7 separate regions of the Mus musculus genome follow, and regions 1, 2, 3, 5, 6 and 7 are each linked to region 4. A link is a contact called in public Hi-C, HiChIP or PLAC-seq and promoter capture Hi-C data. All regions are on one chromosome and are shown on one strand. Each heading gives the region's core, a stretch centred on a gene start, on an enhancer-like site or on the middle of the called end of the contact. The rest is flanking DNA. Distances are from core to core; before and after follow the strand shown.

Region 1 (2,700 bases), core at 48-2,547, 690 kb before region 4:
CCACCACAGGGCCAGGATTGTCCTTCCCCTTCCCCATGGGAGTTAGAGATTTTAAGTGCTTAGGTCACAGAGCCACCCTCTGTATGGCCTCCCATCTTACCTGCACTCACATACAGGTGCACATATACGTGGAGGCCAGAGGTTAACTTCAAGTATCCATCCTCAGGAGTCATCCACCTTGGGCTGGTGGTTGGTTGTGTTGTTTGTTATGTGTTCATGCAGTATTTCTGGTTGAGACACCTAGGATTTGCCAATTAAGCTAGACTGGTTTGCCAGTGACCTCCAGGGATCCTGGGATCTCCATTTCCCAGAACTTGGATTATACATTTGTGCCACCACACCTGGCATTTTTCTACTGAGTGCTGGGTGTCAAACTCTAATTCTTACATTTGATTGACACTTTACCAACTGAGCTATCTCCTAGCCTCTGTGTTATTTCATCTTTGCTATCCAGTTCTTCCAGTACTAGTTTTTCCTTACAATCTGCACCACCATAGTCAACCTAATCCCTTCTTGTTCCCTTTCGGTGAATAACTAAGTCCCCTCTCTGTGTTGTATCAAAATGGAGTCCATATGTCAACAACCACCTTCCCACTCCTAATCTTCCATCAGGGCTATTTGCCTATTCAGAGTTAACGTCTGAGTTCCTTTGATAGACAATTGAATATGAGGATGCAGAATCTGTGGATAGAGAGGGTTGACTATGTTTGTGCACATGAAGAGCTAGCTATACTCACATGGTTACCATACTCATATAGATTCATGCATCCCAGTGGGCACATGTGTATGTGCACACCAACTTCCACATTTACTGCTATTTGTTGCTGTGCTGCTGGCCTTTAGTTTTCAGTGAGGGCGGAATGGTTGCCAAGGATCCTGAAGTGGACAGACACAGCATGCTGTGGAGTGGGGGGTATTGCAGTGGTTTTGCCTGTAATGCCCACTGCTTCCAAGAGGTGTCAGTAAGAGCATACATCTGAGCCACGCTCCTCAGCAAAGAGACTTCCCTAAAGCAAGGGCAGAGACTGAAATAGCTTTCTCTGAAATGTAACACCAGATCAGTCCACAAGCATATAAATGAAAGGACACAGGCACAGCAGGGCCCACAGTGGGGGGGAAAGTAAGCACAGATAACCCTTTGTAGAATTAGATACATCATCCAGCCTGGGGTGGCCTGCTGTGGAGGTCCATTGCCCAGCTGCCAGAACCATGAAGGCACTTCAGAAGAGTTCAAATAAAGAAAGGTTTGTCATCTACACACAGAGTCCTCTCAAAGACAGCCAGATACAGGAAGTACATTGGAAGCCAGCGGAAGCCACTTCTGAAGCCACTCCTTGCTCTCTTTCTGTCCTAGCTGGATACCTTCTCTGTAACTCCACAGATTCTGGCAAGTTTTGGAAACATACTTTTTTGGGAATTAAAAAAAAAAAAAAAGACCCTTGCTTATAAGACCAATCAGCTGGGCTGCCTCTGAATCACGTTAGGGCTCTAGAGCCTGATTATTATCTGCCTGACTTGCTTGCTGGGCCTTCAAGGCAAGCATCTGATCCCTTAACTGCTCTGTGTGTGTGTGTGTGTGTGTGTGTGTGTGTGTGTGTGTGTGTGTGTGTTTGTGTGTGTTATTTTTGGTATATCTGAGTGTCCTGTGTGTGTGTGTGTGTGTGTTATTTTTGGTATATCTGAGTGTCCTGTGTGTGTGTGTGTGTGTGTGTGTGTGTGTATGTTTTCATGGATATATACCACATCTGAAAACAAGAAGTGAACATCATTGTCTTATTTTCTTCCTCTCTTTTCTTTACTACTTTTATTTGGTGGTAGTGGTGGTGATTGTATCTATGTACGCAGACATAAACACAACGTGGATGTGGAAGTCAGTGAGCAGCTTGTAGGGATTAATTCTCTCTCCTTCCACCACGTGGTTCCAGGGAATCAAACTTAGGACTTCAGGTATGTGTAGCAAAGGGTCTACCTGCTGAGCCATCTGGTGGACCCTGTTCTACTCCATTTTTTGAGAGAAGGTTGCTCAATAAACCTGGAGCTTACCATTTGACTATACCACCAGCCAGCAAGCCCTTTGAACCCTCCTGTCTCCCCCTCCAGTGAAAATAGGCATGTATCACTACATTCAGCCTTTTACATGGGAACTAGGGATCTGAACTCGGATCTTCAGGCATGCACATCAAGCATTTTATTAATTGAGGCATCTTCTCAGTCTCTCATGTTTGTTTGCTTGTTTGTTTTTTATCAAAGAACGAGGGTTAGCCTTTGCTGCTATGTCCTCATCCTTAGCTGACCTTGGCCTTGTGAATAGATGACTAGACAAAGCCAAGAATCAAGCATACATGAAAATTTAGTCCCCTACCCTCTTCCATCCTTATTTACACAGTCTCCAACAACTCACCTAACAGTTCCATCCCCCTAGGTGAACCCAGTCACCCTTGACACAGAAGAACCCTTGACCCTGTACATCTCACACCTGGGCCAGGTCAAGCATATCTTGGAATTTTGGCCCGCTCTTGAAAGTCTGTAAGGCCATACCGGCTATGTTATTGTCAGAAGCAACTATCAAGATTTCTTCTGAATTAATCACCTGGATGGCCTCAGCACCCTTTAGCTAGGCCATGGGAGACCAAGACCAGGGAAATACCAGCTGGAGGCAGTGAGTATAGCAGGAGCTCAGGGCCAACCGGGGTCAGCAAG
Region 2 (2,700 bases), core at 140-2,639, 820 kb before region 4:
CAATCTCTGGCCTCCACACACACATAGATGCACACACACATGCATACACACATTGACACCACAAGTTAGTGTACACACACACACACGTACACACACACACACACACACACACACACACACACACACGAAGGAAGGAAGGAAGCAACCAAAGTGCTGCAGCGGCAAAGTGCTTGTCTAGCATGAGGCCCTAGATTCAACCTAGCCCTTCCCCCAAATAAAATAAGGCCCCTTCCAAATTCTCAGAAGACCACCTCGGAAAGCTTCACACAGACCTTCCTCACATCTCACTTCCAAACAAGCATGAAACACAATTCTTGGGGGGAAACACAGAATTTCTAACTTACCTCTTATCACTTCACGCACCTTCCATCAGGGGTCCAGCCAGACGTCCAGGTTGCCCTGGTGTCTTTTCAACTTTCCCAGCATAGGGCAGGGTCTTCCTCTCAAGACACAATCAGATGGCTGTTGCTTGCTGCCTTAAACATCCCTTGTACACACAGCCCGGAGGATGGAGCTGTGGGCTCCTCATTGTCTTCCAAGCCCTGGTCAACCACTCCCTACCTCCTTTCTTCCCTGTATACACTCCAGCCTCTTTTCTGGTCTGCAAATACACCAGCCTGGCCATTTCCCTAGGATTTTGTGGCCTGGGCCCAGAAAGCTCTCCATAGCAGGTGCCCTCATGACAGGCTGCCCCTTTCCCTCAGACACCATAGGCTTCCTCACAACACTTCAACCTCCTTCCTCCAGGATTTGGATAGTGCTCTACACACTCCCTTGTTTCCCAGAGGCTGGGTCTACGTGGTTCCCGAATCTCTGTGTCTGCGGCCTTCGGCCTTCGCCTGTCGGGTCGGTAGCACCCAGCAGGCGCTCCGTACAAATTCTCTAGTGACAGACATTCCTGTGGCGCAGTGCCTGTTCACATGTCCGGATTCCCCACGTCACGACAACCCCCATTCTCTCCCGCGCGTTTTCTATTCATGTCCACCACCTGCACCTGCTCCATGGGGGCACCACAGCTCTCAGATCAGAATGCAACCTGATCCCCGACCAGATGGGAAACTCTGAGAAATACCTTGTCGGAGAAATGATGGGAAACTAAATGACTGTTTTGGCTCCGAGCCGGACTGCTCTTAGCCCTGGAGGAGAGGAATGTTTCGAGGGTATCTACTAGGGCGGCGCCCCCAGAGAGGGGTGATTGCTTACCTGGAGGTTCAGAAAGCAAGATGCAGGCCGAGGCGGTGCGGAGATCAGCTAATCCGAAGATGCCTTAGACAAGCCGCAGACCGCTCTGGGCCGAGAAACTCCTCGCTACAGAGCCTCCACCCGCGAGGGAGGAAATAGGACCGGAGGGGGCCTCCGGGAGGAGTTTGATGGGGCCTTGGGCGTGGTCTGAGCAGGGGAAAAGGGCGTGGCTTCAGTGCGGTCGGGCCCAGTGGGCCAAAGAACCGCTTGGTCCAAAACCCTGAGTCCTAAACTGCCCAACCGGCGGCCTGGCCTCGCCCCCACGCCACCAGGCCCCTCCCTAGACCCCCACCTTATAGTCGTTTGTCTCCTCCAGACCCCGCCCTGAGCCCCTAATCCTGCACCTTGGGACCCTCCCTCCAGCCTCGCCCTAGACTATTACCAGCTCCTTCAGTTTCCAGGCCCCGCCCACAGCCCCCTACCCGCCGCCGCCACCAGGACCCGCCCCCAACTCCACTCAACCTCTGGTCTGCTACTCCTCACCCCAATCCCTGCTTTCAGCCTCTTCCTCTAACTGGCAAGGCCTGGTCCCCAGCCCAGTCCAGCCTTATCAGGCCCCGCCCCGACCGGAGGCTGTTGTGGGCACCTGGCCTTTCTCCAGCCATGCTGTAGGTTTCTGCAGAGCATATCTCTGACGTTTTAACCCAGCAGCGTCTACTAGGCACTCTCTCTGGATCTTGTTTTCCAGTTCTAGGTCTCTTCTTTGTGATGCTCTGGCTTGTCTTTCTGCCTGCACTCTGTTTCTCAGATGCACTGCTAGGCTCTGCAAAGGAAGCTTGGATCGTTCTGCAGGCCTCAGCACCCCAGGGCATCAGTACTTGGAGTCGGTCAGACCAACCTAGAGGATTGCTGGGCCTGGGCCCACCAAGAAGCTGTCCACAGGATTGAAAAGGAGAAGGGAGATTACATTAATATGTCGGCTATGGTTTTGTGAGGTGCAAAGATCAGGCAAGATCTGAGAGATTAAGCTGAGATACAAGTCAGAGTGGGTGATAGCTGTTTCCACTGTTTGACCTAGGATAATGCAGGAGGATGTTGGCCTCTCCTTGCCTAGTACAACCAGAGGAAAGACAATTCTAGGGCAAGCAGTTAGAAGAGACTTCTAATAACTTGTCATCTTTGTAAAAGAGAATATAATATAAGGACATCAAGCCTAGCTCAGAAGGTAGACTGCTTGTCTAGTATACAGGTGTCCCTGAGTTTGATAAGCCAAGGGTGATATATAGACCAGATGCCAATGTGAAAGAGGAAAGTCACACAGGGTATTCCCAAGCACTTAGACCATGGGAGCCACTTATCTTGATAGTGACATGGAAATACAAGCCAGAGGTCCACAGAGAAGTGGAGGATTTGAGTGTACAAGGGTCATGGAGAAATGTTCAGTGGAAGTTACAACCAAAGTTGGATGGCTGAAGAAGAGTGGGGTGTCAGCTTTTTACTTGCATGCCTAGGCCTGCT
Region 3 (2,700 bases), core at 77-2,576, 670 kb before region 4:
CAGGGACAGAGTTCATCCTCCTTGCCATTGCTCCACCTTGGCTCTTGAGGACAAGGGGCAGTGGTGTCAGATAAGAAATGGGACTTCAGGGATCCCTGACAGGTGTTTTCCAACACTGGGGGCCATTTTTCTCCCAGGATCAAAGGGCAGAGGTTGGGAGTGGCCCAGATAGCAGAATGGGAAAAAAAAAAAAGCCAAGCTTGGCTTTCTATGGGTACGGTGGAAGCTTGAAGGTGCACGACCTGTCTGTAGAAGAGCAGGCAAGGCAAAAGCAGGGATCCTGGTCCTCAACCTGGCCTGGGATTTTGCCTTGACACCTGCTGGGACTTCACAGTTTTTTCTGAGATGAAGCACCCAGTGACAGGACTCTTGGGGGATGCTTCATGCCCCTGAGAACTGGCCTTGGGTAACTGAATCCTCCAGTACCTGCTTTCCAGGAGGCCAAGAAAGAAGACAAAGATGGTTCCCTGACCACAGGGCTGGGAATCCTGTTGCAGCTGAGAGTATTTTGCAGTTCATTGGATCCTTAAATTTTCATTCCTGCTTAGCAGATGGGGACACTGAGTCCCACACAGAATAATCTTAGCCCCTTGCCTAGATTACACAGGGAGGAAAGGCAGGGAATGCAGTCTGGAGAGTCTTCAGGGTTCTGAGCTTAACTTCACATCCCCTAACTAGGCAGAAGAAGGGCATCAAAATGCATTTCTGGCTAAGTGAATTTCTCCTCAATTGGAATCCACCCTCAGGTTCCTGCAGCCCCTAAACCTCTTGAGTCTTGCAAAGGAAGCACTTCAGAATGAAAGTGAGGGATCTGGGAGTAAGTAGCTGGGGACACTTCATCTCTACCCATCTACCTCCAGTAGTACCAGGAATTCTTGTTATGCCCAACCTCCCAAGAGACACTGAAGAGTTCAAAGGATACAGAATACAGGGAGACTTCAACAAGTGGAGAAGGACAAGTGAGAAGAGAAAGCAATATGCCCAAACCGGGGCAAGGTAGGTATAGCTAAGGACAATACCTTGGGCATGGACAACCGGCATCCAGGCCCCAACAAAACAGGCAACCAGGCAGGCAAAAAGCCACAGTTTCATAGTGAAGGTTAGATCTCCTCTCCAGATACCTGAAGGTTTAAGGGGGCCACCTATAAAAGTGGAAGGAAAGACATCAGTATCTCAAGCCACCCCTGGAACTCTCTGAAAGAGAGGCAGATGGCAAAGGACTTGCTCTAGCCTCTGCTGTAGTCAGAAAAAGACTCACCAATGCCTTTCTGGTCCTGAGAGCTGGTGCCTGCTTGTAGCGTGTATTGCCTATGGGATCAGTGAACTGGCTTCATTCTTTATAGTCAGAGCCCCACCCTGCAGTGACCTGCCCCCTCTCTTCTCTCCCTCCCTCCTCCTGCTCCTCCTCTCTACCAGCTCTGTGAGACTTGGGACTTCTCTCTCCTTCAGATAGACCAAGTCCTATTTTACATCTGTCTCTGCAGGTTACCTGCCCCATGAACCTTGAGGCACTTTATGCAGCCAGGCCTCTCAATCAGTATCCCCTCCCAATACCTTATTATGTGAGGTCCAATACTGTCCGCAGCCCTCTCCCTTACAAGCTTTTTATTCCATCTCCTCACGGATCTTTTTATAGTTAGCTGCGTTTAAAAGTTTTATTATTTCTAATTTTTATTATTATTTTGTACATGAGAACAGGGCACACATAAATCATGGCGTATCTGTGGGGTCAGAGGACAACAATCTATTCTTTCCTTCCACCTTGTGGGTCTTGGGGATGAAACAAAGGTCATCTGATTTGGTGGCAGGTGCCTTTACTCACTGAGCCACGGAGCCATCTTGCCTTTTCTTGCTCTCTTGCTCTGTCCTGGCCTTAACACGTTTTCCTGAAATTTCATAATTTCTTTCTTTTTCTTTTCCTGTTTGTTTGTTTGTTTGTTTTTGTTGTTTGTTTTTTTTGAGACAGACTTTCTTTGCGTAACAGAGCCCTGGCTGTCCTGGACTCACTTTGTAGACCAGGTTTGTCTTGAACTCACAGAGATCCGACTGCCTCTGCCTCTGCCTCCCAAGTGCTGGACCATAATGTTATTTTTTAGTTGCTGAATAAAATTCCAGTTGCTGGCCCACTTTTAAAATTGTATTTATTTGGGAGGCTGGGGACATGAGAACCATGGTGATCTGGGGGCAACTTTGCAGAGTCAGTGGAGCTTGGAATCAAAGTAAGGTCATCAAGTTTTGCAGCAAACTCCTTCAGCCAGCTCCCGGTCTGGAAAGGTACACTTTCAGTGGGGCAGTGAGTGATACGGAATGAAAGCCATTCTAACAAAACTGTTTGTAACCACAACACTGGAAAGAAAGTAATGTTCTGGTTTGGAATGTGAAGCCAGGATCCAGGTGACAGCGTCTGTTGTCTGCAGGAAGCAAAACAAGATTCATTTTGAAAGCATTTCTTCTTTCCTTTGGTTAACTTGACCCTCTGGGGGATAGGGGCAAAGTGTTTAGGAAGATGGGGCGGGGCTGGACGGGGCGGGGAGGAGGAACGGGGAGGCCTGCCACAAGAACTCACAACTAACCGCTTTTAACTTTTCATCACTCGCATCCGCAGCTAGCGACACGTCCTTTCTCTGGGTATTCCTCACACTCCGAACCTCCTGTTGTATTTAATTCTACTTAGTCGGGGTCTTTTGCCCTCTCCCACCC
Region 4 (2,700 bases), core at 88-2,587:
ACACATGATGAATGCACACCTTTAATCCCAGCACTCAGGAAGCAGAGGCATCTCTGTGAGACTGAGGACAGCCAGAGCTGTTACACAGAGAAACTGTCTCAAAAAAATTTAATTAGTCAATCAATCAATCAAAAAGGTGGAATACAGAGAGGCCACAAAACTGGAGGAGCACACCTGCAGCCCCAGCACTCCAGAGACTGAGGCAGTAAGATGGCAGAAAGTGGCCAGCCCGGGTGAGTTCCAGGACTGCCTAGAGCACAGTGAGACCCTGTGCAATGGTTCGTCTTCACGACCTAGATTTAGAATCACCATGAAAACACGTCTCTGGATTTCCAGAGGGAAGACCCAGTATGAATACAGGCATCACCACCCTAAGGTAAAAAGAAGGAAGTGATCTTGGCGCCAGCATTCGACTGTGGATGCAATGCCAGCGGCCTCATGCTCCTGAAACCATGTGTCAATAGCCGAATAAACAGACCTTTCCTTCTTCTGGTTGCTTTTGTCGGGTATATATGACCACAACAAGAAGGAGAAAAGCACTAATACACTCTGTCTTTAAAGCGGGGGCGGGACATTGGTGAATGGAGAGGGGACAAAGGACAGTCAATTATGTTTTCCCTAGCCGGCATGTGCTCCAGCTCTGACTACCCTAGAGACCTTCCTGCCCAACCCCTCCAGGAAAGCTAGAAAAGTATGTGACAGTAAGGGACACCGGTGAGCCAAGGCCAAGCCAGGAGGGGGTGCAAAAAATTCCCAACCCTGTAACATGAGGTTGGGGAGCGGCGGAAGTGTCTATTTGTCATGAAGGAAGCCGTTTCCACGGTGACCCTTAACTCTAAAAGAGATCCCGTCGGAACTCATACTCCCACAAAGTCTCTAGAAAACTGCACGGATGATGGGGACACTAGTGGAGGAGGCAGGAGGAAGCGGTGAGAGCCTCTGGGCCTCCCGTGCCGGCAGCCGGGAGTCACAACAGTGAATGGAGACCACCAGGTGAAGCCTTCATGGCTTCTGGAGAATGGATTGGAGCCGACAACCCTCCCCTACAAAGCATGTCCCACGGGCCAGGTCTTGGGAGATTAGGATGGACCGTCCGGCTCCCCAGCTGGGGAAAGGAACCGTGCAGAATGCTCGACTGGGCTGCTCTAGGACGCCCGGCCGGGACCGCGGAACCCGCATCACCCCCAGGGGAAACCCAAAGCAGACTGACCCGGGAACGCTGCTCCGGACGCACAGAAAAAAAGACGAGGCCCGAGCGCGCCGGAGAAGGTTCTCGGGCGGGGAAAGGTCTCAACCGGAACTGTGCTGCGGGCGGGTCAGCGGAACTCCTTGATGGCGTCGTAAAAGGCCTGTGAGTGCGCAGGCGTGCGCGGGCTAGCTCGTTTGCGCACGGAGGGCGGGGCAATGCGGTGACCGAGAGGGGCCGCAAGGGGGCGCCCGTGTCCAAGCCCCGCGGCGCAGAACGCTGGTGGGCACTGGGCTATGAGATCTTGCTATAAAAGCTGGCTTTTGAGCAAGAGTGTAGTATGCAAAGTATTCTATCCCAGGAGCACGTGCATGCCCTCGGGCACGTATCTTCTTAAGTATGTAAGTACGTGAACTGTAGACGTGATGTATTTACACGCAATTTCCCCTGACACGTGATTTTTTTTTTACCAGTGGGTGAAGGAGAACGCTTGATCTGGGGGTGTTTTTCCATCTTTCACAGATGGTGTAGCTGCAGTGTTTTAGAAGTAGTAGTAGTTTTACCTGCGGAGGCGTCTGACCATCCTTATCCTCCCTTTGTGTGTCAGTGTGTCTCATGTGCCCAACACTCCTGTGTGCAGAGACCAGAGGTTGACACTGAGTCTATCTCTATTGCTCTGGAACTTATTTTAAGACAGGGTCTAACTACTGGACCTGGGGTAACCATTTCTGCTAGCTGTCAAGCATCTCAGAAAATCCTTCTGTCTGCCCCACAAACACCTCACTGGCTGGCAGTTCTGGGGTTACAGGTGTGACCAACACACCCAGCAATTTTTTTTTTTTAATGTAGGTACTCAGGATCAAACTCAGATCTTTACAATTGTACTTTATCTATTAAGACACCTCCCCAGCCCCTTAATTTTTTGTGCTGTATATTGGTTGGTTGGTGGTTGTTTGAAACAGTCTTGCTATGTAGACCAAGATGACAACAAAATTAAGGTGATATATGTGCCCAGAGCTTCCCGTGTTTAGCTGATCTTTTTAAGAGGAAACACAAGCGGCAGAAAGAATGTAGGTCATTTTCTCCTGGAGTCTATTCATATCTCCAACCTGCATAAGTCAGGTGCAGGTTTAATTATGTCTTTTACAATGCTGCAGATGAAACCCAGGGCCTCACAATGGCTAGGCAAGTGCTTTACAGATGAACCATGCCACTGCCCCATATGCTTAATTTAAAAATTCATAGCATTGACTGAGACAGATGCAGATACTTACACCCAACCATTGGACTGAAGTCGGGGACCCCTATGTTTGAATTAGGGGAAGGATTGAAGAAGCTGAAGGGGAGAGCATGACCCCACAGGAAGACATTCTTACTCTCTCTGACTCTCTTCCCTCCCTGACCCCTTTCTCCCTCTCTCCTCATCCCCCTCCCCCTCTCTCCACAGGTTCCTGGCTGGCCTCTCCTCTTCTCTCCGCCTCTCTCTCTCTCTCTCTCTCTCTCTCTCTCTCTCT
Region 5 (2,700 bases), core at 100-2,599, 910 kb before region 4:
CGTATTTTATTCCCTACCCCCACCCTATCCCCCGAATCTACCCTCTAGCGACTGTTCCACATCCCATACCTCCTCCCACCTACCTGTCTCCACATCGTTGTACCCACACCCCACTCCACCTGACCTTTAAACTCCCTGGGATCTCCAGTTTCTTGAGGGTTAGGTGCAGCATCTCTGAATGAACACAGACCCAGAAGTTCTGTACTGTATGTGTGTGTTGGGGGCCTCATACCAGCTGGTGTATGCTGCCTGTTTGGTGGTCCAATGTTTGAGAGATCTTAGGAATCCAGATTAATTGAGACTGCTGGTCCTCCTTCAGGATAGCCCTTCTCAGCATCTTTCAGCCTCCCCTAATTCAGCAACAGGGATCAGCTGCGTCTGTCCATTGGTTGGGTGCAAATAACTGTATCTGACTCTTCAGCTGCTTGTTGGGTCTTTCGGAAGGCAGACATGGTAGGTACCTTTTTGTGAATGCTCCATAGCCTCAGTAATAGTGTCAGGCCTTGGGACCTCCTGTTTGAGCTGGATCCCACTTTGGGCCTTTCACTGGACTTTTTTTTTTTTTTTTTTCCCAGATCTTGACATGGAGATCTTGAGGCAGAGTGACCATGAAAAGCTTAGACCTAGGCAAGTTAGTATCTGCCTTTAATCCCAGGAGATTGAGGCAAGAAGATGTCTGAGTTCAAGGCCAGCCTGAGACAAAGCAAGTTCCAGATCCAGGCATGATTGTACACAGTTTTAAACTAGGCCACACTTTCTGCTGGAGGTCTATATAAAGGCATTGGAAGGAGAAAGACTTTTCTATTGCTTGCACATCTGTTGGACCAGATAAAACAACTACCTTCGTGGGACTGAGCAACCGCTAGATTTTTGGACTTCCTGTTCACACCTGCCCATTTTTTGGGTTAGTTGAACCAAATCAAGTCAATACAATAAATTCCCTTAATACATAGAGACATTCCATAATTTCTGTGACTCTAGAGAACCCTAACTAATTGCAGTGTTCTTGCTTGATCCACTTGAGAGTTCTGCAGTAATCCAGACCTGCTCCCTGGGAAAGGGTCTGTGCAGTGAGTGACTGGGGTCCAGCCTTACAAGGGATGTTAGGCCTTCAACACAGTGGGCCAAGCAGTTCTTGGCCACATAGGGACTGCTCCTCTCATCCTCCTCTCTACCTGACACAATCGACTTTGAAATTGGGTTGAGTAATCTTTCCCAGCTGCCACCTAAGTACTAGTTCTTCTTTTGGGTCCAGGATCCAAAAGGCCCATTCCAGAACAGAGTCTCTGTTGGGTGGGGGTGGATCTTAAGAGACATCCTTTGCCAGACTACCACAATTCCCACTGGGCGACCCCAGGCACAGGCGGGGAAAATGAACACAGAGAGACCTAAAATCGATCTCCAGATGCCCCAGGGGTGCCTGCTGCAAAAATTTATCCAAACTGAAAATTTCTCAGACCTGGTGCCCCAAACGCTGGATTTTTCCTTTGTTCTGCGGCCTGGCCACAGTAACTAGTCCAAATGACCACTAGAGGGCACTGTAGAATTTAGCATCCTGTGTGATCCTGAAATTTTCTGCCTCTTTTCTGGCAAGTGGCCTGAACTCTTTAAGTCTGGGTTTGGGGGAACTTCACTCTCATCCCTCCCTCTGTGGCTACAGTTCAGGTCTTACTAGCAAGGATGATCACAATGGCAGACCCTTGCCTCCAAGGCCTCAGACCACAAACCTGAGCGAGTCCCCTGCCTTGACAGAGCCTTGCTTACCTCTCCCCGTGTTCCTGTTGCAGCTGCAGAGGTATGGATGGATCACTTATCTGTGAATTGGCTTCCAAGCTCTAGAGTCCGACTCTTTAGCCCACTGTGTCTTCCACACGTCTCTGGTTCTCACTGCCTGTCTAATTGGACTGCACTATTCGCTTTCTGAGTCCAGCCCAAACCAAGGTAAGCATTCTCTCTTCCTTCATGGACTCAGATTTTATTACAACAGCTTGGCCTCATTTAAAAGCTACAAATTAGTACACCTGATTTCCAAATTCTCACTACCACAGACAAATGACTTCCAAATATCTTATACCTAAACTTGCTCTGTTCTGTGCTCTCCAAGTCTCTTTTCTCTATGCTGTACTTCCCCACTCTTACAAATCTTGTGTACCTGATTTCTTTGCACTCTGCCCTCAAAATAGAACACAAAAAGAAAGAGAGATTATTGAGATTAGATAAACTCTTTACCTAAAGATTAATAAGTTGCTCATTGGGTATAGTTTAAAATCTATACAATGTGCAACAAGATTTGACTTTAAACATATGTAGTGGCTATTCCTGGTTGTCAACTTGTCTATACCTGGAATGAACTACAATCCAGATCTTGAGGCCGGAAGACATAAGTTTCTGATCTGGATCTTGGCATGAACATCTTGAGGCATGACAGCCATGAAAAGCTTAGGGCCAAGCAAGGTACTACATATGTTTAATCCCAGGAAACTGAGGCAAGGAGATCTTTGAGTTCAAGATCACCCTGGGACAAAGCAAGTCCCAGATTCAGGCATGGTGATACACACTAATTTGGGCCACATCTTCTGCTAGAGACCATATGGACATTGAATAAAGGAAGTTTTTGTTTTTGTTTTTGTTTTTCGCCTTCTTGCACTTACTTGCCAGCACATCTGTTGAAACCTATTTCTACAGAAGACCAGCTGAAAC
Region 6 (2,700 bases), core at 2-2,501, 940 kb before region 4:
TGGCTGGTTGTAAATCAGGGGAGTGTCCTTTGTTATGGTTTGGAACCATATTTCAGGACAATCCTAGTCAACAAACATGTGTATCCTAGCATCTTAATCTCTAACAGGTCTGGTTAGCATACTACTTCTCTGTAGGAAGTCTTAGCTTGATAGCCGGGCGGTGGTGGCTCACGCCTTTAATACCAGCACTTAGGAGGTAGAGGCAGGCAGATTTCTGAGTTCGAGGCCAGCCTGGTCTACAAAGTGAGTTCCAGGACAGCCAGAGCTACACAGAGAAACCCTGTCTCGAAAAAGCAAAGAAAAAAAAATTATTTGATATCACTTACTCTTTCTAAGCACTGGTAACTACTTCACATCATCTTCTACATTACAGCTAGATATTGGAGTGCTGCTACACAGCACTTGAGATACCTTGTACAACCTCCACAAGATTAACTCCAAATGGATCTTACACCTAAATGTTAAATGCTAAGAACTTGTAGAAGACACTAGAGAAACTAGGGCTATCCAAGTTTGTCTTCCTGCCAAGGATGTTTCTACACAGAAGACCCTGCTTCAAATGCACTGATCCAGCCTCCAAAGTGAAGTAATTCTGAGGCCACCACGAGGTCCAGGGAGTGACTAGAGACCAGAGGGGGTGCAACAGGCTGCCGCTTCCCACTCAGCCCCAGGAAGGACCTACCACTCCAGCTCCCAGCTGCTCAGTCGCCTGCTTCTCCCCTTTGCAGACTATGACCTTGCGCTCACAATATCAAGATTTTGGATCTTGTCTGATTTCCCCTCACAGCATCCAGCAGCAGCACACAGAGCACAGCACACCAGATCAGTCAAACCTGCTCAGCTACAGAACGGAACCTGCAGCAGGGCACCCCGGGGGAGCTGGGGGGGGGGGGGAGACCCTCCTCCTCTTCTGACTGGCAGGTGTGCCTGCAGGCCCTGATTGACCAACAAGTCTTGAACATCTTGAGTACCTCCGTTAGGGTTGGAGCGTGCTGAAGTGTCCAGGGCCAGACCATTTCCAGATATACAAAGATCCGCATTTCCAAAGTCCTTGTGCCTTCCCACCCAGCCTCTGGGGAGGACCCACCACTCTCACTCCGGCTGCTCTTCCCCTTGCCGTGGGGAAGTGACCCTGCTCTCACCATGCCGTGACTGCAGAGCTTGCCTGAGCTCTCCTAGCCGCACCAAACAGCAGTACACAGAGCACGTCACACGGAACCGTTCGAGCTTCTCAGCGGCGGAGCTGGACTTGCAGTATGGCACCCGGAAGAACCCGCCTCTTCTGACTGAGAGGCCTTCCTGGAGAACCTGATTGGCCAATGAGTCTTGAGTGACAGGAACACATCCCTTTGGGTTAGAGTGTGTTAAAGAGACAGAGCATAGTGGTTCCTGGGCCAGGCTTCCACGCCGAGGACCGACCTTTCCCAGATATGCAGAGATTCGCATTTCAATAGCACTTTTTCTTGTCCTCCAATAGCTACCACAGCCAGCCCTTAGGGAGGCCCTGCCACGGACCACCCCAGTCGGGTATGAGGGTTCCTGGGAAGAGGATCCTCGAAGGCTAGGTGGGTAAGGATTTGGCGGTGACAAAACAAACACAGAGGCAGTTTGAATCTGAATATATTTTGCAGTCCTCATGCAAGGGTTTTTATGCATAAAGAAACAAATATTACAACTCTGAGCAGATGTGTTCAGTGAAGCAGTCAGATAGAACATATATCATCATAGTCATTTGGCACAATAAAATACAGAATCATCCAAGAATTACAACTTCTCAAAAAGTGTGTTCATTGACGCAATCACGGATAGAACAGGTAATGAAAGAACTCAGTGGGGAAACCCCCACTCAGCTCCCGATTCGGCGTGCACCCAAGAATCGCGAATAGAACACAACACCTTGATGTAACAACAAGAGGTTTTTTAATGGCGGAGCTCCGGGTCGAAACGTATCTCACACAACAGGAGACAGTGGATTCGACCACGAGGCTTGGAAGCTAGGGGTTTTTATAGAAAAGGAGTGGGGCTGGGGGAGGAATTGGCGCGGTTTCACATGATTGGTCCATTTAAACATCAGCAGCCTGTAACATTTAACTTAGGTCAGAGGGGTGGGAGCTAGGGAGGCGATGGGCTTGCCCGGGCATGTCCTGGTCTGTTCTGCTGTGTTCTCAGCCCCAGGTTTCAAAGCTCACAAACAACTCTTTGGGCTATTTAACATACATTACATGAATTACAGTTTTATTTCCTTTCAGTAACATCATTGTTATTTGGCACAATAAAAATCATCTAAGGCTAGTGGCAAATTTCCAAGAAGAAATTAATACATTTTTAAGGTCAGTTATTGTTTAACATTTAGTACCTGATTTTTTGTAAATCTTCAAAGCATAAATTTAAACTATTTTAATTCTTTTTATTTAAAGGCTTCCTTAAACAATTTACCAAAGCCTACTTCCGATGATGTAAGACCCCGAGCAGTGACAGTAGGGGGCTTTTAACAGCTAGCTGAGGAATTGGGAGGAGTTTGGAGGAGAGTTGAGAGGAGTTGGGAGGAGATAGGAAGAGTTGGGAGGAGTTGGGAAGAGTTGGGAAGAGTTGGGAGGAGAGTTGGCTACAACTCTTTAGCCTCCTCTCTGGTGTCTATCTCCATGTCCTTGTAGGTCTTCCTACAATTATCGCATCTCTGGCTGTAAGGCACAGAAACAA
Region 7 (2,700 bases), core at 52-2,551, 840 kb before region 4:
AACCTTGGGAGCAGATGCCTTGCTCTCTCTGTGACTCAGTTTTCCCATCTGTAACTGGGATCCACAATAGTTCATTCCTAATAAGTGGCTGGAAATGACGCCTACAGCCGTGTGAGAACAGTGCCAGTAATGATTTGGGGGAGGGAAGTGGTCCGAGAAAGACTGAGGGGTCACTGGTATGTGGCAGCTTCTGGATGATGCTTTGTGTGGTGAGTGGTTTATGCGTACATGGGCAAGTCCACGAGCTCTGCATGTACATGTGGAGCCCAGAGGTAGACCCTAGGTATCTTCCTAAATTGTTTCCCACTTTATTTTTTTGAGCCAGGTTCTCTCACTGTACCTATAGTTTACAAGCTGGCTGGAATGCCCAGTGAGTACCCAGGATCCCCCTGTCTCTAATCCCCAGCACTGGAATCAGAAGCATTTCTGTGAGTGTCTTCTTGCTTGCAGAGCAAAGGTGCCACGAGGCAGTGGGTGCTTTTCTTCTTCATGCTCCACTCCTCAGGTCCCCACACTCCCAGTTCTGAGAGTGGAACCCAGAACCAGGCTAGGCAAATGCTCTCCAATAACACATACACCCAGCCCCACACTGGTAGATTCTAGACAGACAATCTACTTTTGAGCCACAACCCCAGTCCTATGATGGCACTCTACCACGAAGACATGACCCTTGCCCCTCACTGGGGGATTCTAGAAAGGGTCTTTTCCACTGAGTCACACTCCCAGATCCACAATGGTAGATTCTAAGCCTGTGCTCTACTGCTGAACCATCCCCCCTCCCAGCCTCTTATTAAGAGGAGCCTAGGGAGGTCCAGCCCTCCTGGTGGGTTCTAGGTAAGGATGCGCCATACAATTCCAGCTCCTTACTGGAAGATGCTAGAAATATATTGCGTCTGCAGTGCCGGGATAGGTCCCATGGCCCGTCAGATGCTAGCCAAGCACTCACCAGTGAGCCACCCCCACCACATCCCCCAGCACCTGGTTTTCAAAGTCAGGGTCTCCCAGAATATCCTGGCATTCAAAATCCTCCTGCCTCTGCCTCCCCAGTTCTGGGATGGAAAATGTGCATCACCACCAGTTTTCTAGGTGATTCCTAGGCAGTTCTCAGCCTGGAAACCCTCCTGACCTCTATTGTCCTTCCCTTAAATTCTATGCCTTGTGCTCAAGTTGGGTTAGGCCAGAGCAGCCTACAGGGCAATGAATGTGAGCGAGGTCAAGCAAAGAGTCAGTGTAGGTTGCTGCGCCAACATGTCCGGTCTCGACCTTTATTATCCTCAAGGCCCTCCTACCCCTGTGTTTCTCCCTTCTCCCTCAGCTTGCCAGCTCTTTGAAGCCCGGCTGGCTCCTCTCCCAGCCAGGCCCCTCCACCTGGAACTCAGCTGATAATCCCTCTTACTGACTAAAAATATCCCTCGAGGAGAGAGACCAGGGCTTTGTGCTAAGGGGCCCAGCATAGGGACCAGCTAAGCTGAAGGGAAGAGAGAGGCAGGGAGGAAGGGAGAAAAGAAAGGCGAGGGGAGTGGAGAAAGAGCTAAATATCCTACCCTGCCCTGCCTACGGTGGGGGTTGGGGACTGCTGTGTGTTTAAGTTTGATCCTAGCTGTTCGGAAAGTCCTGTTGTAACCAGCCTAACAGGGATAAACTCACTCTAAACAAACACTTTGGGCCCCTCACTTTGGCTATCAGAGTATTGAAACAATGAGCCCCAAGAAACTGGAATTTCCCCCCACCCTCAACCCCAGCCCCAACCCCCAGGAATCTCCAGCTGGGAGAGAAGAAAGTCTAAAGCCTGGGCCAACAGAGGAGAACTTTCTCCAGGAATGAGGTTTACACTTTGCCAACAACTTGTCAGACCACCTCGCTGAAGACAGGAAACCCAGACAGCACTGGACGGGACCACACCTTGACTGAGATGGCTTAGACATCCATAATTCTGGCCTCTACTTAACTCTTCACCTCCCTTTAGGACCCCAAACACAGTTTTGGGAGAGTCTCTAAATTTCTTTGTCCCACTTCACAATGTAGCCACACTGAGTAAATCTGCTTTTCACTGTTAATTTGGCTGTTCTAATTGACATATGGGGAATAAGTTGCCAATTCTGGCTTGTTGGAGCACAGGCTGTCACCACAAATCCTATCACACCAGTACCCCTCATCAACCACCAGAACTTTGCAGGGAGCAGGAACTGCTTTGTTTTGTTTTCTGTCTTTCTGAAAACAAGATTATGGGAAAGTAAATCAATCAAGACCTCCCTGACACATTTCCTGGGGAGGCCCATTCCTGCCTGGGCTCACCTGATTCCTGCAGGTAGAGGCCTAGAACTAAACACATCAGGGGCTCTACAAGATGAGGGGAGTGTTTTCAGATTGCTAAAGCCAGTCCTGCACTGGACTCCTAGCTGTCCTTTCCAAGTGACCCTGGCTCCCCCCAGGGCAACCAGCAAGTGCTGATGACCAGACAGACTGAAGGTCCAGAATACATCTCACAAAGATCTCAAGGAAGGCCCTAAGTCTAAGACTCTGCCTTGCCCCACCCCCTCAGAGGTTGCCATGTTTCTGCCCTCCACACTTGAACCCTGATCACCCCCTCCCAATTCAATTCTCAATGAGGCAGCTTGTTGAGTACTTTACCCAGGACCTCGGTAAGTGGGAGCGCTTGTCCCCAACCTTCCTCTAGGTGGAGGAGAGAGCCAACTACTT

The links. Promoter capture Hi-C pulls out the DNA fragments that hold promoters and counts their contacts. Hi-C and Micro-C count contacts between places; a contact is called where the count stands out from the background. HiChIP or PLAC-seq counts read pairs in DNA pulled down with a chosen protein or histone mark.
Region 1: a contact with region 4 is called in a promoter capture Hi-C map of embryonic stem cells, with 4 times the contacts expected there. The contact joins the enhancer-like site here to the promoter of Trappc5 in region 4. A contact is called at or near these places in 10 of 39 promoter capture datasets (the C10 cell line, the HPC-7 cell line, embryonic stem cells and 2 more), 1 of 484 Hi-C or Micro-C datasets (embryonic stem cells), 7 of 115 datasets of contacts at active chromatin or transcription factors (the SCID.adh cell line, embryonic stem cells and large pre-B cells) and 1 of 9 other capture datasets (embryonic stem cells).
Region 2: an H3K4me3 HiChIP or PLAC-seq map of stem cell-derived neural progenitor cells shows a contact between it and region 4, with 2.7 times the contacts expected there. The contact joins the promoter of Cers4 here to the promoter of Trappc5 in region 4. A contact is called at or near these places in 3 of 39 promoter capture datasets (HPC-7-derived erythroid cells, hippocampal neurons and pre-B cells), 3 of 115 datasets of contacts at active chromatin or transcription factors (embryonic stem cells, large pre-B cells and stem cell-derived neural progenitor cells) and 1 of 9 other capture datasets (embryonic stem cells).
Region 3: an H3K4me3 HiChIP or PLAC-seq map of embryonic stem cells shows a contact between it and region 4, with 4 times the contacts expected there. The contact joins the promoter of Ccl25 here to the promoter of Trappc5 in region 4. A contact is called at or near these places in 4 of 39 promoter capture datasets (embryonic stem cells and stem cell-derived epiblast-like cells), 1 of 484 Hi-C or Micro-C datasets (embryonic stem cells), 7 of 115 datasets of contacts at active chromatin or transcription factors (embryonic stem cells, large pre-B cells, pro-B cells and 1 more) and 1 of 9 other capture datasets (embryonic stem cells).
Region 5: a contact with region 4 is called in an H3K4me3 HiChIP or PLAC-seq map of embryonic forebrain, with 8 times the contacts expected there. The contact joins the enhancer-like site here to the promoter of Trappc5 in region 4. A contact is called at or near these places in 3 of 39 promoter capture datasets (hippocampal neurons, pre-B cells and stem cell-derived epiblast-like cells) and 2 of 115 datasets of contacts at active chromatin or transcription factors (astrocytes and embryonic forebrain).
Region 6: a Hi-C map of rod photoreceptor shows a contact between it and region 4, with 2.3 times the contacts expected there. The contact joins the promoter of Zfp958 here to the promoter of Trappc5 in region 4. A contact is called at or near these places in 7 of 39 promoter capture datasets (the 3T3-L1 cell line, the HPC-7 cell line, embryonic stem cells and 4 more), 6 of 484 Hi-C or Micro-C datasets (B cells, CD4 T cells, cerebral cortex and 2 more), 9 of 115 datasets of contacts at active chromatin or transcription factors (the SCID.adh cell line, astrocytes, embryonic stem cells and 3 more) and 3 of 9 other capture datasets (adipose tissue, embryonic stem cells and liver).
Region 7: a contact with region 4 is called in a Hi-C map of Sertoli cells, with 5 times the contacts expected there. The contact joins the enhancer-like site here to the promoter of Trappc5 in region 4. A contact is called at or near these places in 5 of 39 promoter capture datasets (embryonic stem cells, hippocampal neurons, liver and 2 more), 2 of 484 Hi-C or Micro-C datasets (Sertoli cells and cumulus cells), 4 of 115 datasets of contacts at active chromatin or transcription factors (embryonic forebrain, embryonic stem cells and stem cell-derived neural progenitor cells) and 3 of 9 other capture datasets (embryonic stem cells, liver and pancreatic islet).

What each region holds. Positions count from the first base shown.
Region 1 is chr8:4,368,633-4,371,332 of GRCm38.p6, reverse strand. It overlaps the pseudogene Gm7434. Among named protein-coding and RNA genes, the nearest start is that of Ccl25, 20 kb to the right of the region's middle. Within about 2 kb of position 1,297, at least 47 of the 459 cell types and tissues checked have an H3K27ac peak or open chromatin away from gene starts, as enhancers often do.
Region 2 is chr8:4,492,094-4,494,793 of GRCm38.p6, reverse strand. Cers4 (ceramide synthase 4) reads right to left here and starts at 1,389. Exons shown (of 11, transcript NM_026058.4): 1 at 1,204-1,389.
Region 3 is chr8:4,348,214-4,350,913 of GRCm38.p6, reverse strand. Ccl25 (chemokine (C-C motif) ligand 25) reads right to left here and starts at 1,326. Exons shown (of 6, transcript NM_009138.3): 1 at 1,259-1,326; 2 at 1,020-1,142. The coding sequence starts at 1,092.
Region 4 is chr8:3,675,114-3,677,813 of GRCm38.p6, reverse strand. It overlaps Trappc5 (trafficking protein particle complex 5), which reads right to left and starts at 1,337. Exons shown (of 2, transcript NM_025701.4): 1 at 1,211-1,337. It overlaps Gm45231 (a long non-coding RNA gene), which reads left to right and starts at 1,415. Exons shown (of 2, transcript XR_870093.2): 1 at 1,415-1,587.
Region 5 is chr8:4,587,325-4,590,024 of GRCm38.p6, reverse strand. No RefSeq gene overlaps it. Among named protein-coding and RNA genes, the nearest start is that of Zfp958, 24 kb to the left of the region's middle. Within about 2 kb of position 1,349, at least 21 of the 459 cell types and tissues checked have an H3K27ac peak or open chromatin away from gene starts, as enhancers often do. A contact at or near this core is called in embryonic forebrain, where this site is marked.
Region 6 is chr8:4,611,721-4,614,420 of GRCm38.p6, reverse strand. It overlaps Zfp958 (zinc finger protein 958), which reads right to left and starts at 1,251. Exons shown (of 4, transcript NM_145591.5): 1 at 1,143-1,251. The coding sequence starts at 1,145.
Region 7 is chr8:4,511,027-4,513,726 of GRCm38.p6, reverse strand. All of the region lies in intron 1 of Cers4 (ceramide synthase 4), which reads right to left. Among named protein-coding and RNA genes, the nearest start is that of Cers4, 19 kb to the right of the region's middle. Within about 2 kb of position 1,301, at least 83 of the 459 cell types and tissues checked have an H3K27ac peak or open chromatin away from gene starts, as enhancers often do. A contact at or near this core is called in Sertoli cells, embryonic forebrain, embryonic stem cells and 1 more, where this site is marked.